2 separate regions of the Mus musculus genome follow, and region 2 is linked to region 1. Evidence: chromatin contacts called from public promoter capture Hi-C data. All regions are on one chromosome and are shown on one strand. The core of a region is the stretch at or near the end of the contact, and the rest is flanking DNA. Distances in the headings are between cores, read along the strand shown.

Region 1 (5,498 bases), core at 865-3,364:
TCCAGCCTGGATTTATTATTTTTTATGTGTACATTTGTGTGTGTGTGTGTGTGTGTGTGTGTGTGTGTAGTGTATGTGTTGCGTGTGTGCCATAGCATGCCGGTAAAGGTCAGAGGAGTCAATTTCTCTTACCATGTGGGCTCTGGTGGCGAACTCTTGATTGGCAGCAAGTATCTCTACCCACTGAGACATCTGTCTAACCTATTCTAATCGTCAAGGGCAAAAAAAAAAAAAAAAAGAAAGAATGAATGAGAGCAGCATACTCCATACTTGTGAGAATTGAGACACTCTGATTGCTAAATGTGAACCGCGCATGCGTTCTTTATCTCTTCACTTCCAGACTCTGCTGCCCTTTCAGATTCACTCTTGCAGTAGGGCTGGTCCCCAGGAGCCTGTGATTTTAGTACTGGGCGTTATTACCTGGTGGGAAGTGACTTCACTTAAGTGTCACGCGTTTGGGGCTAAAGCTACTTAGAAGCATCCCCTGGAAGGATGGTGGTGGCTCTGCTCCATCTGGAAAACGCTTTGCTTCCTCAGACAGTGGGGGGAAGGGCTCCCCTCAGGGAGAGCTGCTGCAGGAGCTGACTGCAGTCCAGGCACTGTCCTGGTGTGCTCCTCAAGGAAGGAGTCAGAGTCTTACTTAACTTGGAGTCTCCTAGAGCATCCTGCACACAGCTTGGCACGAGCCTAAAAGAAAAAGATGGAGAGCTGCCTGGCTCAATGGGAGAAGATTGCGTGGTGGGTGTTTGGTCTGTGGAGCCAGAGTGCAGGCTGTAGAGAGCAGGGGGGTGGGGTGGAGATCGGCTGTGCTCCCTTCTCCCCACCCCCTGGCCCATGTGGCTATCTGCCAGAAGAGGACAGAAAGGCAGTGTCTGTGGGCCCAGCCACATGGAGAGACTCCAGAAGCTTCAGCTGTGTGAGAGTTGTGAGAGGGACAATGAGTTCCTTCCTGTCCCTGAAAGGCCTTTCAGGGCTCCCCTCCACTGTGGGATGGGTGGACCTGAGCTCCTAGCTTCCTTGGAGAACTGGGCTCGGTTACACCACAGATTTATTCCAGAGTATATGGTGCTGGGTTGCCGTAAAGCAACAGCTAGACTCCTGGGCAAGTCTATGCTCCAGTTCTCCCTGTGCCCAACTCCCAATGGCTTCGCCTGCTCCATTTCAGCTTTCAGGTCCCTCCTTGCCTGCTTCCTCTTAAAAAGAGTGTTTGTGCACATTATTTATTTGGATGTGCACGCACACTGGTGAAAAGGACAGACTGGGGCTTGAACTCAGGTCCTCGGGTTCGGTGGCAGGCACTTTTATACCCCCTGAGCCATCTCACCAGACTGTGTCTTCATTTCATAAAGGGTGATCCATGAGTGCTCTATTTTTATTTGTCTTATGTTTTAATTGAATTTATGTATTTGTTGTCTTAGTCACTATTCTATTGCTGTCAAGAGACACCATGGCCAAGGCAGCTCTTTTAGGAAGGAAAAGGGTTTAACTGGGGCTTGCGTAAAGTTTCAGAGGTTTTACTCCACCCTGATCGTTATGATGAAGAGTGCTGGGACAGATGGCACTAGAACAGTAGCTGAGAAGTTTACATCCTGATCCCCAGGCGGCAGCCAGAGACAGACAGACACTGACTGAGAGAGGCAGAGACTGACTGAGCCTGGCTCATGCTTTTGAAACATCAAAGCCCACCCCTGGCAACATACTTCCTCTAACTGGGGACTAAATATGCAAATATATGAGCCTGTGGGGTCATTAACATTCAGACCACATTTATTTATTTCTGTCTCTTCGCTGGCCTTTCCCTCCTGGTACCTAAGATCTGTTAGCATGTTTTGAAACAGGCCTCTTGATTCCTTTGAGGAAGTTCTGAGCCAAGACACTGAGTACCCTCAGTTTTACCTGGCAGGTAGAAGTCTTGGAAGCCCCAGGAGATCATGTGACCTCATCCACCTAAGACAGATTTTCTAGTTTCTTCTTGCCACCTCCCATTCCGGGTGAAATGGGGCCACATACCTGCTTCCTTCTGAAGGAGGGGCCCATGTGCCTCATGGAGTCTTTATCACTGGTCCTCTAGGCTTCCTGGAGTCTCTCTTGGTGCTGACATGGTGACCGTGTGCAAGCAGGCCACAGACAGCCACAGCCCAACTGGAACTCTGAGCTACAGATTGGCTGACAAGTAAGAGCCGCCCTTAGCATGCGCATGCGCCCTGGAAGTAGATGAGCACGCTTCTCCACCTCCTTCTGTTCTCCCTAAGAGTGTAGGAACTGACGGCCTGTCTACTTCTCCCTTTTACTACTTGCACCTACTCCCTTTCCTTAACCGGGGAATGTCACTCTCCTGAGCCTCCTGTCAGACGGCTCCTTGAACTGCCTTCATTTGAGACTTGAGAGGTCTGGATATTGCTGAGTGAGTGTTGTGTGCCTTCCAGGCCAGGGTATCTTTTTCTAGCTATAGAATCACGGTTTTTCACTTCTCTCTAAACGCTAAAGCTTTGCAGCCGTAGCTGTTCCCATCTTCTGCTAGCGGGAAGCCTTCCCCCTCCTCACCCCCCCCCCCCCCCCCCCCCGCTCATATTCTGCTATCACCAATCTCATCACAACTCTCAGCAGCCCAGACGCTAGAAACAGGAACTGCAGACACCCACGGGTATAAGAGTCACGTGGAGAAGACACTCTGTCAGTCCTGGGGACAGTTAAAATAGTGTCATCGCCCTGTACGCTTCTTGCTTGACCTTGGTAATGTTCTTCCAACAAGCCATTGTCTCTTCCTCGAGTATTGTTGAGTCACTCCAGGTATTTGAAAACTATAATGGTCACAGTTAGTTGTAATTAGTTGAGTGCCTTGGGATATATATATATATATTTTTTTTTTTTCTTTTTGGTTTTTTGAGACAGGGTTTCTCTGTATAGCCCTGGCTGTCCTGGAACTCACTTTGTAGACCAGGCTGGCCTCGAACTCAGAAATCCGCCTGCCTCTGCCTCACGAGTGCTGGGATTAAAGGCGTGTGCCACCACGGCCGGCTAAATATATAGTTTTATAATGCATATTTATATATTTAAATGTGTTTATTCTATTTTAAAATATATATATTTATATAATATATAAACATTGTATAAATATATAGTATATTTATATATAAATATATATGCTTATTTTATATATATTCATTTATTAAATGCATATGTACTATCAACCTACCATACACCAGTAACAACAAACTAGATTATGCGGCTTCTGCATGCAGAAGGCTCTCGTCTACAGAAGGCAGCTAGCATTCCTCCTTTTAAAAGAAAAAAGGAGGACTAGGTACATGGTTCGGTGGTAGAGCCCACCCAGCTCAATTCCTGTGCTCACTCTCCATGTTGAGAAGGAAAATGAGCAAGGGCTCAAGCCCCAGTCTTTCATCCCCTGTCCAGAGCCGTGAGGTAGCATATGTGACTGGGGGATTCTGCTCTGTTGGTGGCTGCCAGCAAGCATACACTAACCTGGATGGTCACATTCTCCCCTGTCTGCCATTTCAGTTCTCAGGAAAATAGCAATGAATGGTGATTCTGCCTCAAATCTAAATTCATCTACCATCCTGGAGACAACTAAAAAATTCTTTTTTTTTTTTTTTTTTTTTAAAGATTTATTTATTTATTATATGTAAGTACACTGTAGCTGTCTTCAGACACACCAGAAGAGGGAGTCAGATCTCGTTACGGATGGTTGTGAGCCACCATGTGGTTGCTGGGATTTGAACTCTGGACCTTCGGAAGAGCAGTCAGGTGCTCTTACCCACTGAGCCATCTCACCAGCCCTAAAAAATTCTTTAAGGATTGGGAGGTGGCTCAGAAGTTAAGAGCTCTTGATTTCCAGCACCCACACAGCAGCTCACAATCATCTGTAACTCCAGTTCCAAGGGTGTGGCACCCTCTTCTGGTCTCCAGGGACACCAGGCATACATGTGGCACACATACATCTATGCAGGCAAACACTCTTGCATAAAGTACAAATAAAATAAATACTATTTTTTTCTTTTGTAAGCACTATTATGAATCCTAATTGTTTTCAAAAAGAAATTCTACTCTGATCACCATGGAAAGTGTATTTGTGCTCTCTCAAGTTTGAAATTTATACTGTGCAACCAAGAACAGCAGCCTAATTTGTGGGCCCATGATGTAACTAAGGGAGAGGTCTTTTATATAAACAACTCCTGGTCTTTAGAATGCAAAGTTATAGTAACAGGATGAATGCAGTGGCTAACTATGCATGCCTTGCTGTGAACCTTAGCTGGAGTTCCTTGGTCACTATACAGTCAGATTTATGTAAACTTGGGAAATGTGCCCCGCTAACTTCACACCTGTTTACAGCACCCACGCATCTAGATACCATACATAGCGTGATCTATGCTGTGCAAATGTTTTCTATTTCTAAGCACATATATTCTCACTCTCATTAGCATTCAGATATTTTCTGCCTAAAGAGTCTTTGGCACCTTTGTGGTACTGACCTCCTAAAGTCATATTTAGAGGAGTCTAGTTCCACATGTATATGCTAGACAAAGCTATCTGCAATCACAGAGGACCTCTTTTATCCACTAAGAAGCCATTTGCCACATGGGGTTTGTGAGTGTCTTGCAGGCATCTGGGGCAACTGAGGGACTTGAGTTCAAATAGCTACTCATGGCTGCTAGAGACTGTATTGGACGGTGCATTGCTAGGCCATGTATAAAATCTAGATCTCCCTGTGGACTCACATTCACTCAGGCAACAGGTATCACTGACTCCAGCCCTGCCAGGGAAGTAGACATAACAACCTCTCTCCTGGAGAGCCCTTTCAGTGGGGTACATGCTCCAGAGAGAGTCCTCAACTCACCCTGGCTTCCCACCTCACCTCAAGGCAGTTTGTTAAGCCTAGGATTGGCAAAGACTTACAGACTTGTGGCATTATTTTAGTTTTTAGTCATTGCTGTGCTGGGTATGGATATTTCCTGTGTGAAATAGTTGGGTATGGCAGTTTATGATCCTAGCAATGGGGATGCAGAGACAGCAGGATCCCAAAGGCCCACTACCCAGCCAGTCTAGCCTAATAGTTCCAGGCCAGTGAAAAAACCCAATCTCAAGAAAAGACATACATACAAAAGTAATAAAATAGCTGGGCCGTAGTGGTGCATGCCTTTAATCCCAGCACTTAGGAGGCAGAGGCAGGTGGATCTCTTGAGTTCAAGGCCAGCCTGATCTACAGAATGAGTTCCAGGACAGCCAGGGCTATACAGAGAAACCCTGTCTTGAAAGAAATAACAACAAGAAATAAAATAATTTTTTTTTTAAGTAGCTTCAAAGGCTGGAAAGATGGCTCAGCAGTTAAAAGTACTGTTCTAATAGAGGACCTGGATTCAGTTCCCAGCACCCACCTGGCAGCTCATAACCATCTATCTATAACTCCAGTTCCAGGGATCTGACCCCACTTCTGACTTCCCTGGGCACCGGGCACCGGCACACACAAGGTTAATGGGCAT
Region 2 (5,846 bases), core at 685-3,184, 250 kb before region 1:
GTAGATCTCTAATCTATATATTTAGCGATTTCCTTATTAAGTGTAAATTTCACTTAAAACTTAACCTTTGTTGTCATTTTTGTTTTTTACTTCACTCAGCTTATATATTTTCCTGTAATTAGGGTACTTTCCACCAGGTGGCAGTACTGTCCCAGTCATAGTAATCTGTCCAGCAAAAAAATTTCCCTTACAAAGGGTGTTCCAGAACACGGGGATGGCTCACATCACCTAGCAGGTGAGAAGTCCTAGCTTTGGTCCCCAGAACTCCCAAAAAGAAAAGGACAGTATAGCCAGGCACTCAGGACGCAGGGACAGACAGCTCTGTGTAAGTTCCCAGCTAGTTTGGTCTATGTAGCAAGTTTCAGACCTGCCCAGCCTATATATAGTATTTCTTTTTCTATTTTGAAGTGTACTAATATGTAAGTACATTTCTGAACCGAACTGGATATGATATATATTTCCCAAAATAAAATAAAATAAAATAAAAGCTTGTTCTAATCTTCATGGTTTGGCCAACAGTGTCCAAGGCTCGCTCACCAGCACACAGCTTTTCATCAGCGCCTAGGAGCTACACACCTTAAATTACACCCTGAAATCAAAGCTTAACTGGAGGCCACCCCAGTTAGATCAAGTCTGACTGTTGGCAGGCTTGAAGATGGAGGATGAGGCTACCGTAGGCCAATGTAAACACAGGAGGTCCTGACCACTCTGCTAGTGGCTATCTGGGGGGTAAAGTCTATAGTCCCCTGACCCAGGCTGGAAAAGTGAGAAACTTCCAAGTCACACTGATGCTATCTCCCCCACATTCCTAATCTTCTAGGAATTTCAGGGCTGCCTCGCCTCTACCGCCTTGAAATGTTATCTCGTATGAAAAAAAAAGGAGGCAAGAAATGCTATGTCTGGTAGGCCGCTTGCAACTGCAGACTTTAAAAATCCAAGCTGGAAAACAGCCTTAGAGAAGTAGCTAAAACCCCACGCCGAGGCTGTTGACCAGTCTGGCGTGCCAGCGGCTAAGTATTTTACCCTCGGTCCCTTCAGGTACAAATCAAACCGGAGTTACATAGGACTCTTAACAAACATGCTCTAACAGGCACATGTGTGGACTTGTGAAATCTGTGGTCACTTCCTAAGGCCGGGCTCACAAAGCCAGTTCTTAACAAACATGACTAAGAGTAGTTCCTCTTAGTCATGACGCCTGCGTTTCACATAGGTTCCAGAGCGAGGTTTTGCTGGGAGCTGCTGAACCAGTCATTTAGGCTTCTTCTAAGAGTGGATGATTATGAAGGCATATCATAAGTGGAACTGAAAAGCAAATGAACGCATCGCCAACAAAAATACTTAAATAATTTAAATTGGCCTAAAAAAAAAAAAAACACTCACACACAAACAAAAAACAAAAGCAAAAGCAAAAAAGCAAGCCAGCCCACTGTGTCTGCTTCCCGGCTAGCTGACTCTCGTTCTGTACCCTGGGGCTCACAGTTTCCTCCGAAGGAGCTGTTTCTGGTTATTACAGGAAAGGCATTCATTCCCAGGCAGATCTCCCCTACAGTTTAGCTCCTCTGGCCTCACACCCGATGTGTGTTTACCCAGTGTCTCCCTGTCTCTGTGTGGTTGGTGTGTGTGTTTGGGGGATGGGGAGGGGGAGGGGGCGCGTGCGTCAAAGCCAGGACCTCTACCACTGAGTTACGTACTCAGGCCTCTTGTGCTTTATTGTACTTTAGTTTCTGTTGGTTTCCCTGCAAAAGGAGCGACAGAACCTTTTACAACAAACACCAAGCAGTCATATACCATCAGTCCTTAAATCCACGGATATCTTAGTCTCCTCTAGAAGCTCAGAAAGAAAACCAAGAGGAAGAAAAGGAGCACAGAGAACTAGGGGGTGAAAGGTCATTTGTCCGGGGAGGAGAATTTCCCAGTAACACCCCACCCCCTCCCCCCTGGCTTTCTGTGACCGGCAGCTCATCCTGCTGTCAGCAGACAGCCGCTCAAAGCGCTCCTGCTGAGATTTGCAGTCCAACTGGTTCCTAACAGGCAGCAGTTTTAACGACAAGAATCTTTACCTTTGCCTTCCAGACCCAGGAAGAGATAAGTCTGTGTGGCTGCAGGTTCCCCAGCCAGCTGCCTCTAACTCCCGCACTCCGGAGACTAAGGCAGGAAGATCACCAAGCCACAAGTCCGGCCTGAGCTGCACGCATACAACGCGAGACCCTGTCTATACGATTTCATTTTAAAAACAAAAGTTAAATATACACATACCAAAAAAGAAAGAAAGAAAAGAAAAATAGAAGGCTTTATTGAATCTTATCAAGTGGAGATAATGTTCTGAAGTTAAAAATAGGTTTGTAAAAGGGAGCTGGTGGGCACAGCACTCACTGCCCTTGCAGAGAACCCAGATCCAGTTCCTGTCCAGACGTCGCTCACAAGCATCTGTGACTCAAGTCTGGAGCCCTTTTCTGGCTTCCATGGGTCTAGACACACAAAATGATCGTACACATAAACTTTTTAGATATACAAAAGTAACCAGGCATGGTAGCCCATACTTTTAATCCTAGCTCAGGAGGCAGATCTCTGAATTCAAGGCCAGCCTGATCTAAATAACAAGTTCCAGGGATACACAGAGAAACCCTGTCTCAAAAATGAAAAACAAAAAACAAACACACACACACACACACACATACATATATATGTGTGTGTGTACATATATGTATGTGTATATGTATGTGTGTGTATATACATATGTATATGTGCAAGTTGGACAGTTGGTCCAGCTTGAAAGCACTGGCTGTTCTTCTGAAGGGCATGTTTGATTCCCAGCACCCACGTATTGGCTCACTATCATCTATAACTTCAGTTCCAGGGGATCCAAAGCCCTCATCTGACTTCTATGGGGTTCTAGGCACACATAAACATGCAGGTGAAATATTCCTAGACATAAAAAAATAATTCTTTAAAAACACAAAAAGGAACTGAAGGTATAGTATAGTTCAGTGGTAGAGCATGTTTTTAGTATGCAGAAGACCCTAAGTTCCAACCCCAACACCATTTTTTTAAGTAATTGAAACAAACACAAACAAAAGTCAAACAAACAAAACAGCCAGGCATGGATGGCAGCTCATGGTGGGAAAGCAGGGAGATTATGAGTTCAAGTGTTGCCTGCAGAGCAAAATTTTTGTCTCCAAATAAGGTGGGGGCAGATATGGAGCAAAAGGGCTGTGGCCGCAGTTCAACAGCAGAGTATTGGCCCAGCACACTTGCAAAGCTCTGGGTTAGATCCAAGGAAAAGGAAAAGGAAAAGAGGTGGGGGGTGGGGAGGGAAAAAGGAGAGAGGAAGAGGGGGGAGGGGAGAGAGAGGAAGAAACGAAGGGAGAAAGCTAGAAAGGAAGGAATGGCTTAAGTGCATAAAGATTTAAGTTTCTATCACTAAAAAGATACAGGGAAGTTTGCCGTATAAATAAATGTTTGATGATCGAGTCAAAGACACCTCCATTTTCACAGGGCAACAGACAAGATGATGACTGCAAATACAGTTAAACAACAAACATCTGGTAAAGTGAACAACTCCATTTAAGAATTGGAGAACCAAAAAACGAAAGCTGGAAATACAGTAAACTCTGCCAATTTACTAAAAGATGTGCTGAGATGTGGGTTTCTCAGCTAGCGTGGGGTTAGAGTGTCCTTTCACACACTGCTGGTGGCTGGGAGCAAAGCCTGACAGGACTGACCATTATGACTGGCAGTTTGACAACGTATTCAAAGGGACTTCAGAACAGTCCTGCTTTCTTACCTGTCCTTCCAGTTTCAGTAATCTGTGCTAAAGAAATGACCTAAACTATTTACAGATACTTTGACAAGAAGATACTCACTCAATACAGCCTATTTTGTGTAAGTGAAAAATGACACATTAACCTAGCATTTAATAATAGAGATCTATCTGGACAAGTTCCATGAACGAAATGTTCACTAGCCTCTCAAAAGGATAGTTACAAGTGGCTCTTAAATGTCTTGCAGTAGTCAGTGCAGAAAGTGGGTCATTAGCATATTTCACGCACAGGGAAGGACGCCTGGAAGACCATCCAATTTCCAAAGGTTGGTCATGGCTGAGAAGCAGAAGCCAATGCATTTACTTCTGATCTTTATACTTTAGTCTATTTATAGACTTTACACCTGGCATCTATTATTTTTCTGAGAGAGAGAGAAATAAAAGAGGGTATAAAGGAAGGAGAAAAGCCCAAAACAAGGTAAGAAATAGCCAAAGGAAAAGGAAGGCCCATGCAGCACTGCGGGGCCACCCTGTCCCCAGCCTGCTGTTTACAGAGGAGTTGGTTTATTGCAATACTTATAAGGGAAATTGAGACATGCCCTAGTTCCTGCTGCATGAGTTTATAGAGTGCTGAGCTCTCTGCAATAACATGCATAATAATCTTTTTAGCAATCCCTGCAATTAGGGGGTTGCTAAACTGGAATTGTTACTTTCAGCCAGGCATGCACACATATACAAGCAAACACAATAGCTGAAACATAGAACCAACTACCCCCTTGAAGAAAAACAGTGTAATTAGCTCTCCTTTAGATGGGAAGATATTCAACAACCTAAATATAAACAGACGGTGCTTTTCTTTCCTTTGGAGACAGAGCATCTATTTCTACCTTGTTTTGGGACCAAGTCAGTTAAAGGATACTGTCTGTCCATGCATCATACTGCTTTGGATCTTGTAACAAACTCAATTCCTGACTGGTAGGACACAGAGACCCCCTTCCCCTGCTCACCCCCCACCCCAACCCCACCCCCTACCCTGGAATAAGCTGTAAAGGAAGTTCTCGGGCTGTACAGTGAGAACGAGAGCTCTCATGCAGAACCTAACTACAAGTGTACAATTATCAAAACATTCATGGAGGCCGCTGACCTCACACCCACTGCTGGATTTCGGTTAAGCCAATACCCTTTCACTGGATTGTTTGTATCCACTCTGGTGTGTTTAGGAAAGGGAGAAGGGAGAAGGGAGAAGTGGGGAGGGAGCACCCAGTGCTACTCTATCCCCTCAGCACATGGCCACCAGGCCCCCACCCTGTGCCAAGCCCTGGGACACAGCAGGGGCAGCTGGTGCTTGCTCTCATGAATTATATATTCTGTCCATGGACCTTGGCTTTCCAAAATACTCACTGAGGAAACTATATTTTAATAAGGTGGATAAATGTCGGATCGATCAGCTATGTACATTATAAGTAAAATTTATGTTTTACAGCATTGACCTACTTCAGTACATAGTAGACCTAAAGAGAAACACTTCCTATGATTTGCATCCTCTTGGATAAGCTGAATTTTCTTTCTTTCTTTCTTTCTTTCTTTCTTTCTTTCTTTCTTTCTTTCTTTCTTTCTTTTTTTCTTTCTTTCTTTCTTTCTTTTTTTCTTTCTTTCTTTTTTTTAGATTTATTTTACTATTATATCTAAGTACACTGTAGCTGTCTTCAGACACACCAGATCTCATTAGAGATAGTTGTGAGCCACCATGTGGTTTCTGGGATTTGAACTCAGGACCTTTGGAAGAGCAGACAGTGCTCTTAACCACTGAGCCATCTCTCCAGCCCCCTGAATTTTCTAAGACACGCTCACAGACAACACAGGTCAACTGGCCTTGAATTCAACATGCAGCCAAGACTGGCCCTGATTGCTTGATACATTTACAGGTATAAACACAGGTAAATGTATAAGGGAAAGCCGCTGGAGACCACGTCAAGGAGCTGCTCATGGAAGGAATATCAGTTTCAAATATCTGACAGGCCCAGACTTAGAAAGCCAACTTCCAATACTACTAGAAAAATAACATTTATCATGCCATGCCATACTG

What was found. Promoter capture Hi-C pulls out the DNA fragments that hold promoters and counts their contacts.
Region 2: a contact with region 1 is called in a promoter capture Hi-C map of embryonic stem cells, with 2.5 times the contacts expected there. The contact joins the enhancer-like site here to the promoter of 8030453O22Rik in region 1. A contact is called at or near these places in 10 of 39 promoter capture datasets (the C10 cell line, HPC-7-derived erythroid cells, cranial neural crest and 5 more), 1 of 15 datasets of contacts at CTCF or cohesin (large pre-B cells), 3 of 115 datasets of contacts at active chromatin or transcription factors (bone marrow-derived macrophages, extraembryonic endoderm stem cells and stem cell-derived neural progenitor cells) and 1 of 9 other capture datasets (embryonic stem cells).

Annotation. Positions count from the first base shown.
Region 1 is chr6:39,524,157-39,529,654 of GRCm38.p6, reverse strand. 8030453O22Rik (RIKEN cDNA 8030453O22 gene) reads right to left here and starts at 2,114. Exons shown (of 2, transcript NR_167680.1): 1 at 2,011-2,114. The region is part of intron 1 of Dennd2a (DENN/MADD domain containing 2A); the gene reads left to right.
Region 2 is chr6:39,777,194-39,783,039 of GRCm38.p6, reverse strand. No RefSeq gene overlaps it. Among named protein-coding and RNA genes, the nearest start is that of Mrps33, 31 kb to the left of the region's middle. Within about 2 kb of position 1,934, at least 194 of the 459 cell types and tissues checked have an H3K27ac peak or open chromatin away from gene starts, as enhancers often do. A contact at or near this core is called in bone marrow-derived macrophages, embryonic stem cells, extraembryonic endoderm stem cells and 3 more, where this site is marked.